3 separate regions of the Sus scrofa genome follow, and all the other regions are linked to region 3. The links are chromatin contacts, called in public HiChIP or PLAC-seq maps. All regions are on one chromosome and are shown on one strand. Each heading gives the region's core, a stretch centred on a gene start, on an enhancer-like site or on the middle of the called end of the contact. The rest is flanking DNA. Distances are from core to core; before and after follow the strand shown. Region 1 overlaps ZMIZ1 (zinc finger MIZ domain-containing protein 1). Region 2 overlaps ZMIZ1 (zinc finger MIZ domain-containing protein 1). Region 3 holds the start of ZMIZ1 (zinc finger MIZ domain-containing protein 1).

Evidence for each region. HiChIP or PLAC-seq counts read pairs in DNA pulled down with a chosen protein or histone mark.
Region 1: a contact with region 3 is called in an H3K27ac HiChIP or PLAC-seq map of skeletal muscle. The contact joins the enhancer-like site here to the promoter of ZMIZ1 in region 3. A contact is called at or near these places in 2 of 5 promoter capture datasets (fetal skeletal muscle and liver), 12 of 47 Hi-C or Micro-C datasets (adipocytes, brain, embryonic fibroblasts and 7 more) and 2 of 2 datasets of contacts at active chromatin or transcription factors (alveolar macrophages and skeletal muscle).
Region 2: a contact with region 3 is called in an H3K27ac HiChIP or PLAC-seq map of alveolar macrophages. The contact joins the enhancer-like site here to the promoter of ZMIZ1 in region 3. A contact is called at or near these places in 1 of 5 promoter capture datasets (fetal skeletal muscle), 3 of 47 Hi-C or Micro-C datasets (alveolar macrophages, embryonic fibroblasts and skeletal muscle) and 2 of 2 datasets of contacts at active chromatin or transcription factors (alveolar macrophages and skeletal muscle).

The regions. Positions count from the first base shown.
Region 1 is chr14:81,513,726-81,517,428 of Sscrofa11.1, reverse strand. All of the region lies in intron 4 of ZMIZ1 (zinc finger MIZ domain-containing protein 1), which reads right to left. Among named protein-coding and RNA genes, the nearest start is that of TRNAK-UUU, 86 kb to the left of the region's middle. Within about 2 kb of position 1,643, at least 15 of the 83 cell types and tissues checked have an H3K27ac peak or open chromatin away from gene starts, as enhancers often do. A contact at or near this core is called in fetal skeletal muscle and skeletal muscle, where this site is marked.
Region 2 is chr14:81,486,309-81,489,946 of Sscrofa11.1, reverse strand. The region is part of intron 3 of ZMIZ1 (zinc finger MIZ domain-containing protein 1); the gene reads right to left. Among named protein-coding and RNA genes, the nearest start is that of ZMIZ1, 79 kb to the right of the region's middle. Within about 2 kb of position 1,381, at least 28 of the 83 cell types and tissues checked have an H3K27ac peak or open chromatin away from gene starts, as enhancers often do. A contact at or near this core is called in alveolar macrophages and embryonic fibroblasts, where this site is marked.
Region 3 is chr14:81,407,492-81,411,174 of Sscrofa11.1, reverse strand. It overlaps ZMIZ1 (zinc finger MIZ domain-containing protein 1), which reads right to left and starts at 2,108. Exons shown (of 26, transcript XM_013983374.2): 1 at 1-2,108.

The DNA of each region.
Region 1 (3,703 bases), core at 394-2,893, 110 kb before region 3:
GTCTGTTTTGATTCCACAGTCTATTTCCAGAGTCTGATTCCAGAGCCTGTTTTGAGAACCCCTCCACCGTGTTCCCTCAAATCCTCAAACCTTTGGGGTTCTTGGGCACACAGATGCTCACTGCATTACCCCCAGAGGAGATAAAGAGGGGACCCAGGTCTGGGTCTGGTTGGGGTCACCCCACTGGTGTGAAACCCCATCCTAGTTCCCGCAGCTGTGAACAACGAGATGTTTCCAGTTTCTGCACGCCCACAAGATGTTTCCAGCTTCTGACACTCTTGAGTCTGACTCACACTGTCCCTTCCAGACCCAGCTCTGGGGGGGGGGGGTGGCGGGGGGCACTGTGAGGGCAGAGCAGAAAAGGGATGCATGCTTTCTTCCCAAACCTTGCTCCGCAGAGCCTTCCTCAGCAGCAGGCATGGTGACTGCATCACCTGCCATTGGATGGGCGACCTAGCAGGTGGGCAGCCCCTCTTGGAGGCTGTGATCTCCCAGCAAGTCTCCTGCTCCCTGCCCTCATAGATGGGAGGATGGGTGAGGGCGGGGCAGAGAGAGTACCAAACCAGGCAGCAAACGAGAGCAAGGGTAGGCAGAGTCTTGGCTCTGCCCTAACCTGCTGTGTGACCCAGGCCAGTGCACTGCCCTTTCTGAGTTCTGTCTTTTCTCTCTGGGAAATGAGTTGGGCTTGCTTTGCAGAACTGCTGGGAGAACTAAATTCAGTGAGCATGAGAGACTGTCTGACCCTTTTGAGAGGTGAACCCATCCACGTACACCTGCACACTCAGAGCTGGGGTGACGTCAGGTTATAGGAATCCCCATCCTGCCCCAAAGAGCACTTCACACCAGGCTGTCCTACCCGTGAGGTGTCTCTCAGGACTGGCACCAGGGCAAGAGAACCCACTCTTCTTCCTCCAGCTCAGACTCCCTCAGCCCCAAACCTATAATCTCCAGCAGGGAAAATGACAGCCTTGCCCAGTGGCCGCCCCTGGCCGACGGGCGGGGAGCCGGGCGGTGGCCATGGTGGTGGCTGGGAGGCGGGCCCAGGACACACAGCCGCCAAGTCAGGGGAGGTCAATGGCAGGGGACAAGTGCTGTGGGGGTGGTGGGCTTTGGGTGGATGGACGATGGATGAGAGGGAAGCGGGGGGAGGGGAGGGCACAAGACCACAGGGTTGGCCTCAGGCTGATTTTCTGCAGAATATGGCCCAGGAAGGGTCAGCAAGGGGTTGTGACCCTGGAGCCAGGAGCACAGGGAGGCGGCCTCTGCAGAAAGGTGAAGGCCCCGCCGGAGACCCTGATGCTGGCCAGGCCTCTGGAGGCAGCAAGGCAAGCACTGCTCAGAGCCTGGGGGTTGGGAAGCTGCAAACACAGATTCCTGGGCTCTGGCCCAGCCCTGCGAGGGTCTGGGAATCTGCATTTGAGAATGAGCCCCTGGGATCCGGTTGCAGTGGGGCGGCAGGTGGCTGCTTGGGAACCACTAGATTTCCCCTGTCACAGGGAGGTGCTGGGGTTTGTCCCGCCTGGGCGGCCTTCTTCTCAGCACCAGCCTCCATCTGGCAGGAGGCAGGACCACAGCCGTGCCATGGACGCCCCGACCACGTCTGCCGGGCTCGGCTGCTCTCCACCTGTCTCCTCAGAGGCACGTGGCCGGTTTGTGGGCGGGGCTGCAGAGTGACCCCATTTACTGAGGCTCAGTCAGCAAGACTGGGGCCAGTCCCCGAGCACCCCTCCCACTGAGAACAGCTGTCAAAAAGCTGAAACCTTGGCACACTCTGCCTCCCCTCCGAACCTGCTCTGGCAGGGAACTGTCACCAGCTCCTAGAGCTGCTGGGCTCTGGTCCAGGGCCTTGTGGACCCTTAACCCATTTCTCCAGGGAATGAAGAGCTGGCCTCCTGGGAAAGGGACATCCCGCCCCAGGCCATGCTGCCCTGACTCTCCATGGCCTTGGACAAGTCATATGTCTCTCTTGGCCTGGGTATTCTTGTCTAAAATAGGAGGTGGGAAGAGGCTGGACTTGGCAGTGTGCAGGTGTGAGTGGGGGCACTCAGGGTGGACAAAATGGCTTGAACAGCAGCTGGGATGAGAAAGCCACTGGAAGCATGCCCCAGGCAGGCTGGGCTAGCAGACTGAGGCCAAGGCTGGATCTGGGGTTAGGGTTAAGGTCAAGGTTGAAATTGGAGTTGGGGTCAGTTCTGAATTTCTCTGACTGGTACTGTCTGAAAGTAAAGCCCTCTGAAGGCACTCGATACCTCCCAGCAGGGGCCCTTGGCAGCTGCCCCAATGTTTCTGGATCATATGAACAGATAGACCGAATGGCCACTCCAGAGGGCCATCTTGTGCTCCTTGACCACCAGGGAGCTCAGAAGAGAAAGGGGGTGGAGCCAACTTCCCATGGACCAGCTTGAGCACAGGGGTAGTAGGGCCAGGACTTATCCATGGGTGCCATGCTTCAAGCCCCAGGGTGCCAGGTCCTGGGGAGAGCAGGGCCCATTTGGGTATCAGGGCACCTGGGTCAGGGTCATGGGGATGGCCCAGCTCAGGAACTAAGGACACCTTCTTGGGGCCTCCACAGACACAGGCCGCACTGGGCCAGGGCTCCCAGCTGGCATCCCCATAGCCACCAACACACCTATTGTTCTGCTGGATATTTGGAAACCTGACCTCTTGAAAGAGGGTTATGCTTGAGGATAGGGTCCCCAGGATGGCTCTGGTTACACAGGCGTGCTGGGGTGTGCAGGGCCTGGCATCCTCAGCCAGTTCCTCAGGCCATGCCCCTGGAGAGGTGAATGAAGACCCAGGGCTGATCTCTGTAGGAAAATAGGCCACTGCCCCCTCCTGGCCGCCCCCTCCATCTTTTCCTTCCCTTTTGACATCCAGAATCATGCAAGGCACCCTCAGCACCCTTCCAGGAAGGGAAGAGATGGACAGGCGGTAGGACAGGTGAACTGGGGCCGGTCAGTCGTGGACGAGGCCTGTCTGCTTCTCTCTGCTCCAGAATGGTGATCCGAAGCTGGGGGCCCGATATGAAGGCGGGGAGCGTGAGTGGCCGTTGTTTCTGGGCCCTGCCCACCTGGTGCATCTGCTCACCCATAGCCTGGTCCCACTTGCCACAGCCTCGCCAGCCCCTTCCCTGCCCCCTCACAGGCCTGAGATGGCTGTCACCATGGCAACCCTGCTCATTCAGTCCAGGATAATGAAGCCAATGTGTTTTTCATTTCCATGAGCTGGAGTGTGGAGCAGCACAGGGGAGGGGGCTTTCCCTTACCCTCCCCTCCTCTGGGGGAAGGTGGGCTGGAGACAGAGAATTGGGGGGCCTGAGCAGAGGAGGCAGAAACACCATCAGGCAGGGGGATGAGACCTGGAGCCACCAAGCTTTGATCCACCACAGTGCCCTTGTGGCTGGATAACACCAGCTAGAATGGTAGGCCTCCCTGCCAACACCCAGACCAGGAAGGTTGGCTTAGAACCAGGCAAAGCAGGGCTCCATTTCTAGCTGTGTGACCTTGGGCTAGTGATCTCACCTCTCTGGTCTCATTTTAGTAGAAAAAAGGTCAGCCAAGCATTTCTTGGGTCCTTTCTGAGTGTTTGGCCTTCTGCTGTCCCCAGAGAGAGGGGACCCAGACAGAGCCCCTGTCCCCCAGAAGCCCACGGATTATCAGGGGAAGGAATCTGTACTGGCACATTTCTTAGCCGTAAAAATGAG
Region 2 (3,638 bases), core at 132-2,631, 79 kb before region 3:
TTGTTAACACTGAGGTGACACGAGACCTATCTTTGGCATGTACCCTCCCTGACCGGGGCAAGTGCCTCCTGACCCCTCGAAGCCTCCATCTTTCATCTGCAAAGTGGGATGAACAATGCCTGCCTAATGTCCCAGGATGCTGGAAGGCTGCTAGGAGATGGAGGATGGGCCGGGTCTTGCGATGGGCTGTGAGGTTCCCTATTCTGTTCCACACACTGCTTACTTGACTGCTCCTGACTTCCTGGGCAGCCTCAGTGCCCAGCCTGGTCTGAGCCATCACACACCCAGAGCGCATCCCCAGGTCCTCACCAGGAGGCACTGAGGACTCTCCAGGTACCTCCCAGCTGAGGCTGTCAGGACCAGCCTAGGATGCTCTTCCTTCTCCCGTGAGTCTGGGGTCTCTGCGTCCTTTCAGAAAGAAGGGCTCCCTCAGCCTAGCAACTTGGTGGGATTCTTGGGGGAGCCACTCCCCACCTGCCCATCAATCCTTGGGACTGAGAGAACCTGCTGTCTGGGACTGGACCCCTGGATGGGCTAAAAAGAGGGGGGCAAGGTCAGCCCCCACAATGAGTGTTGTCTTGTTGCCCATAGCAGCCAGGACAGGGTTTGCCCCCAGAATGTTTGCTGGATGGATGGATGAGCAGTTATGGGAGGGGTGGTGTGAAAACAGATTTAGATCAGAGAACAGAGCAGCTGACACTTGCACAGTGCTCACCACAGCCATCCTAGGCCCGGCTCTAACAGAGGCTGTCTATGCCGGTTAACCCAATAGTCCCCACAGCAATCCTATAAAGTGGTAACATCATCCCCATTTCACAGATGAGGAAACTGCGGTTCCAAGACATGAAGTCACTTGCCCACAGTGTTAGAAAGTGGCAAAGTTAGATTCAGTGCAGGCCCTGGACTCCAGAATCCATATGCTGGTCCACAATGCTGCCTGGGGGCTGTGGAGAGTGGGGAGAGATCACGTGTCAAGAGGCCCATCCAGACCAGAGGTTCCTGCCCAGGCTCCAGGCCCTGCCCCAGGGATTTAACTGGTCTGGGGTGTGCTGCCTTTCAAAGCTGCCCTGGATCTCGCTTTCGGCAGGAGCTGGGAATCCCGGCCAGCCTCACCTTCACTCTGCAGTCGGGGAAACCGTGGCTTAGGGAGGGCAGGCATGTTCAAAGTCACCCTGCGTGTCAGGGGAGCTTGGGACCCGGAGCCCAGCTCCCATGACTGCTCCTTCGTGGGCCTGGAGCTCTTGGAAACAGAGCCCTGTGGCCTCAGCAGAGCAGCCCACAGGCGCAGCCGTGGGTGGGAGAGATGAGGCAGACAGATGCGGGGAAGCCAGAGCAGCACGCAGCCAGATGACACACAGGCCCAGCAATTCCTGACTCATGGCCACCCATCCCGTGACTCCACCCACCGCCAGCGTCCCCACCCTGGCTTACACTCCACAGCCTGTTGCACCCTCTGGAGTCCCCTCCCATTTAGGACCAGAGAGCCACAGAGGGAGGAAGGAGCGGTGGCGCCCCACCCAGGGCTGGGTGGGAAGCCCAGACGACCCGAGAAGGGGGGACTCTACACGCAGAGGAAGAGGCATTAATTAGCCCTGCCCCTCCCTGCAGTGCCCTGCACACTCCCAGCCTGTGCTGGCCAGCACCCTGTGGACCAAGCACCCTGTGGACAGGAGGAAAGCTGGCGCTGACACCCACCAGGGCCAACTTTCTTAGCCACGTGACACCCTTTGCATCAGGGCCCCACACCTGGCAAAGCATATTAGGTTTTCCTGCTACCCGTTTATTTCACGAATGCCCGAGAAGGCATTACACCCCCCCACCGGCCAAGAATCTTCCGTGACTCCCCATTGTCTACGAGGTTGGCACTAATTCTTCAGCCTCATGTTCAAAGCCCCAGCCTGCCTCTGATCTGTAATGTGTCAGCTCCCACCTCTGTACCTCGCCTACCCTAATCCTGCTGCCAGGAATGTCCCCGTCCCTGTGGCCTGATGCCCTGGGAAGGAAATTCACACTGCCATCAAGGGGCCACAGGAATCAGATACTGGGTTCACAATATCTCAACAACTCCTCATAGCTCCTTATGCCACTGGCTCTGAAAGGCCCATTTGACAGATGCAGAGGCTGAGGCTCAGAGCGGCAATGTGTCCAAGGCCACTGGAGGCTGAGCTGTCACCATAAAGGCAGGGCCTTGGGTTGCTTGGACCTACGGTCTTCTCCGGTGCTGATAAGCTTTCAGCTCATCCATGAGCTCAGGGTGGCTCCGGCTCTGTTAGCTTATCCAATGTCAAGGTGACTTGGGTCTGCTAACCTTGGCATCTTGATCCTCCTTTTGCCCTCTTTTGGGAAAACGCTGCGACCCCTGTTGACACTGAGCTGGGCTTAGGCTGGGGCCCCCAGGCTGGGGAGGTGGGTGATGAGAAGCTGTGCAGCTCTGTGGCCAAGAGCATAGACTCAGGGGCCAGCTCTTTGGTTCAATGCCTGCATAACCACCCTGGGCTGACTGATTCACCTGTCTGTGCCTCAGTTTCTTCCTCTGGAAATGGGGATAATGGAAAAGTGACCTCACAGAGATGCTGTCATGGTGAATGTGAATTCCTGTAGGTCACGATCGGAGCAGCATCCCCACAGAGTGCTACAGAAGGGCTTAGGAGGGTTTGGAGTGCTTAGTATCATTGCTCTGTTCCTCCCTGCACTGTAAGTTCAACGTCACGGCCAAAGGAAAACTGAAGGCCTCAGAGCACCTACCAGGAGAGAGGAGGGGGGCGGGAGAGTGGCAGGAGAATCTGCCCCTCAGATTGCCCACTTCCTGGCTTCTGGTCCACAAGGCTGCCACCTGGCCTGCCTGCCTGAGCATGGCAGAGAGACCTGGCACACTCCACCTTTCAGCTCTTGTGAAGAGGGGAGAAGGGCGGGCTCCCTCTTGGGCAGAGGTACCCAGCTTTGCCTCTGTGTTGTCAGTGGGATGACCCAGAGTGGGGCCGGGATAGCATCACTATCCCCATCCCCCATGGGGACAACTGGCAACTACTCACATCTCTTACCTTGCTTGGGGGCATCATAGACACTGCGCCCCGCTGGGTTGGATACAGAGAGATGTGAGATGCATGGGGGTGAGGGGCTGGGACCCCAAAGCTGGCTGTCCTATAGGGTATAAGTTGTCCTATGGGATGTCCTATGGGATGTCATAGCTGGGCAAGGCTTCCTCCTTTCCCCTTTCTTTCTACAGATGAGGCCCAGAGTGGCTGAGTGACTAGCCCACATACACCAGCAAGCTAGTGGTGGATGCCAGATAAAAACCCTGGTCTCCAGGCTCCAGGCCTGGCCTCACTGTGAGGTTTGTCTTGCCAGGTCCCTAAAGGTGACTGATTGTCTAGGAGAAGATAAGTCACCAGCATTGTGTGGGTGAGGGATGGGCCTGGGCCCAGAGCTTCCACCAACGGGAGGTCCCGGGAGGGGGTCAGAACAGGTCAGAGGCAGGGCAGCCCCGAGCCTGAGGTCCAGCTTCCTTTCTCAAGAGGGCATGATTCCTGGCAGCAGCTCCTACAGGAAACAGTAGAAGCGCCACCCGCGGGAAACACGGGGTGGGACAAAGGGGGTGTCGGGTAGGGTTTCCTGTTGGGTGGGTGACCTGTGTGGCT
Region 3 (3,683 bases), core at 859-3,358:
ACAAAAGGCCCTCCCTGCTCGGAGGGCGTAGACGGAGGCCACCATGTCCTGCTGAGAGGTCAGAGCAGTCACCAGGCAAGGCTGCAGCAGGGTTCAGGGTAATTACAACAGCCTGGCCTTTGTTGTCCACACAAAAACTAAGGAACCTCATAAAGATGAGGCGTTGATAGGAGCTAGGCAAGGGCCCTCGGGAACAAAGTTATGAATGAAATGTATGGGACTCAGTCGGGATCTGGCAGACCCTGCTTCCTGGTTCCATGATAGAATGCCCAGAGAAGCTTCCAGAAATTATTTTGTTGGTGCCTGAACTTCTTACAGCAACACCTCACCATTAGACTAGGGTCACGGCTGTCTGCTGGATGCTGACCAAGGCCAGAGACCTCGGTATCCATGGCTTCACACAAAGGTACTCTTGTGACAAAACCCTTGGGACACAGCAAGCCTCCAAGAGTCTTCCTGCCTTATCCACCCCATCTCTGTCAATCAGGAAAAAAGTGAAGTTTGTAGCTCTTGGCTGGGTCCTTCCCTCTGCAATTTTCCATTGATGGTGGACACTTGTCCTAGGTTGGGGCACATCCCTGGGGACCAGGGATGGAGATAATGTTGTGTTACAGTTGTTAGGGGAAGTGGGGGGAAGGGAGGGAGAGAGAGAGATAAACCCCACAGTCTCTGGACCTTTCTTTGCTCCTGGCTGAGAAAGGAATGAGGCTCCTCCTCTCTCCTTCCTTAGGAGGGAAACAGGACATTTTGTCCCCTAAAGAAGCCAGCAATCCTTTTTTGCATAGACAGGACTAGTTATCAAAGCTTCCCCATAAGTGCAGCAATTTCTTATTCACAACTCTTCTTCGTGAGCCATACCCTGAATGCCTCAAAACACCAATCCAAAAACCATTTAAAACTCTTGAAAACTCCCTACCACTCCTTCCCCCACCCCGTCACTGCCACCAACTCAGAAGTCTAAAGTTTTGAGATTTATGTGTGAAAACAGCATTGCATAACCTCATGACTTGGGACAAGGAGATGCTTCTGGCCTTTTGGGAAAAACAAAATCCAACCGAAAACATAAAACTCAGAAGAAAACACCATCTCCCTCCAAACGCATTCCCTTGGCCTCAAAGTCACACGTGCTCTGTGGCAGATTCGGCTTTCAATGTGTCTTTTGTTTGATGCTGGTGCTTCAACATCTTCAACCTGAAGACAGAGGTCAGCACAAGGCTTGGGGCATTCACCAACCGCAGCACGAGGGCCAGGCAGCAGGCAAGTGGGAAGCCAGGAATTCCCCCCTACTCTGGATCCCCTCGAAAAGCAGCAAGGAGAGAGAAAATTAAGGGCTTGCTCCCCTTTTAAACTTCCCGGAGAGCCTAAAAGCAACTTTCAAACTCCCAGGACCATAACACAAATGCCAGCGAAGACCAGTCAGAATTCATCACCCACCAACACCCACCAAGCTGCCCATTCTCCAGCTACAGTGCCTGCCTCTTTATCTCTACCTTCAAGAAACAATAATAAGCAAACCCAGGTACCTCTGGGAACAGCCTCTGGCCTCCTGCCCTGCCCTGTGTAACCAGCCTGTCCTCATACCCACAAGAGAGGAGGAGACAGCACCGGTTATCCCTCTGGTCTACCAGGCTCTGTTGCCCGAGTTGCACCAGGGAGACAAACTGTTGCTCAAGAAAATCCTCCAGAAAACCCTTGGCACCAGGAAGCAGCTCCAGGCAGCTCCTGCCAAGCGCCAAGCCAGGGGCTTTCAGAGGCAGCTTCCCCCTGCCCTCTTAAATCTGTGAGGTTGGGCCCTGCTCTCCCATGCCCTGGGCTGTCCACCCAGGGGGCTCACAAATGGCCATGGCAGAGCTGAGAGGAAGAAAAGGCTGGCCGAGCAGTGCCCTCACTCTGCCAGCCCAGCCGCCAGCTTCTTGGAGGACCTCTGAGAGAACATTTGTTTGGGCTGCCAAGTTAAATCTTCCTCCCTCATGTCAGGGCATTGGAAAATCAGTCAGGGGGGAGGAGACGGGGAAGAGCGGGGGGAAGGAGCAGCGGGAGGGAGGCGGGAGGGAGGCAGGCGGGCAGCCTCTTGGAGACCCAGGTACTCCGGCGCTGCCTGCCCAGGAAGCTTGTGGCTCCCAGGCAGGCGCAGTCGGGACTCCGGACACCAAGCCGGGGCCGGACCGCCAGGCCTCCAGGCTCAGGCGCCGGCTGCCAGGCGCCCTCGGCCCCCGCCCAGGGAGAGGCCCTCGCTCTGTGCCCCACTAGAGGAGCGAGGTGGGAAGAGAAGGCAAGGGAGGAAAAAGTTTGCGGCAGGTAGAGGGCTAGGGCTGGGCGGCCCTGCCACGGGGCTGTCCCCCGGGGAGGGGTGGGGGGCCCGGGCCGGCTGCCCAAGCGCGCACCCGCCCGCCACCCTCCCGCTCGGGTTGTTTACATTCCTGGAGTGTCTTTTAAACCCGGGGCTGAGGCCGGCTCCCAGCCTTCTCCGGCGGCTCCGAGGCAGTCTCCCGTGAAAATCTGCTGGCGCACAATGGCCGGGAAGGCGGCCGCCCCTCGCCCGCGCCCCTGCTGCTCCGGGGCGGGGAGCCTGCCCTCCGCACCGCGCCCTCTCCTCGCCCGGCTGGCTTCCTGGACAGATGTCCCTAGCGAGGGGGCGACGCGCACCCGCTGCCCGCACCCCAGACGCCGAGGCCACGCTCCCCACTGTTTTCTCCCCAGCCCAGACGACAGGAATGCGAAACAAGCTTCCAGAGCCCGCCCACCACCCCAGCTCCAGCCCCGGCACGGCCCCCCAACCTCCGCCCCGGCCGGCCTCCCACTCCCCCGGGGCCGCCGCCGGCGGAGACGGAGAGGAAGAAAGAACACGGGGAAATTACTTTCGTATTTGCAACGCGCGCGCACGCACACACACACACACGCACATCTTCTCCCTGGGCTCCCCTCCTGGCCGGGGCAGCCCCAGCCAGGCTTCGGCCTTGGTGCCCCTTGGGCTTCTGAGACCTACATGAAGCCCCTACACACACCCCTTGGCGTTCCCCTATAGTACGGAGCGCCGCGTCTCGCCCGGCAATTCGCACACAAACAACTTAACCGCGCCCCCACTCCCATTTACAAAAGTGTGTGTTTTCCCTAGAAATTCAGATGCACAACTTAACACCATCATCCCTTGCCGCCCTGAAATCCGGCGCCTTCCCTGGCGGTTCTCCTACACACAGGCATTCAACTTCGCGTCTTCCCAAAGGAGACGAGGGAGACCGAGGTGATCCTACTCCCGTCCTTCCCTCCCTCCCTTCCTTCCTTCCCGAATCCCGGTCCTGCCCGGCCCCCGGGTGTACGGAACCACGGCTGTAGGCGCGCCGGCAGGAGGCGGGCACCAGGTCCGCGCGCGCACAACTGCACTCACGCCCCGTACACCCCAAGAGCCCCGGCCCCCATGCGCAGACTAAGCCGGCTCCGCGCAGCCCGACACTAGCGGGGCGCCTGGGCCTTGGCCCCCGGCCGCCGAAGGGATCGCAGCGAAGCACTGCCGTCGGCCACTCGTCCCGCTCGCCAGGTCCCGGGGGACCCTTAAAGGGAAAAGCACCAGCACCCAGCGCCCCACGCTCGCACCCCGAGAGTCCACAGGGAGCGGGAGGAAGGCCTGGGACCAGCGGGCGCCCGGGTCTGGCCCCAAACTTACCGGGAGCTGCGACCGCCGCTGC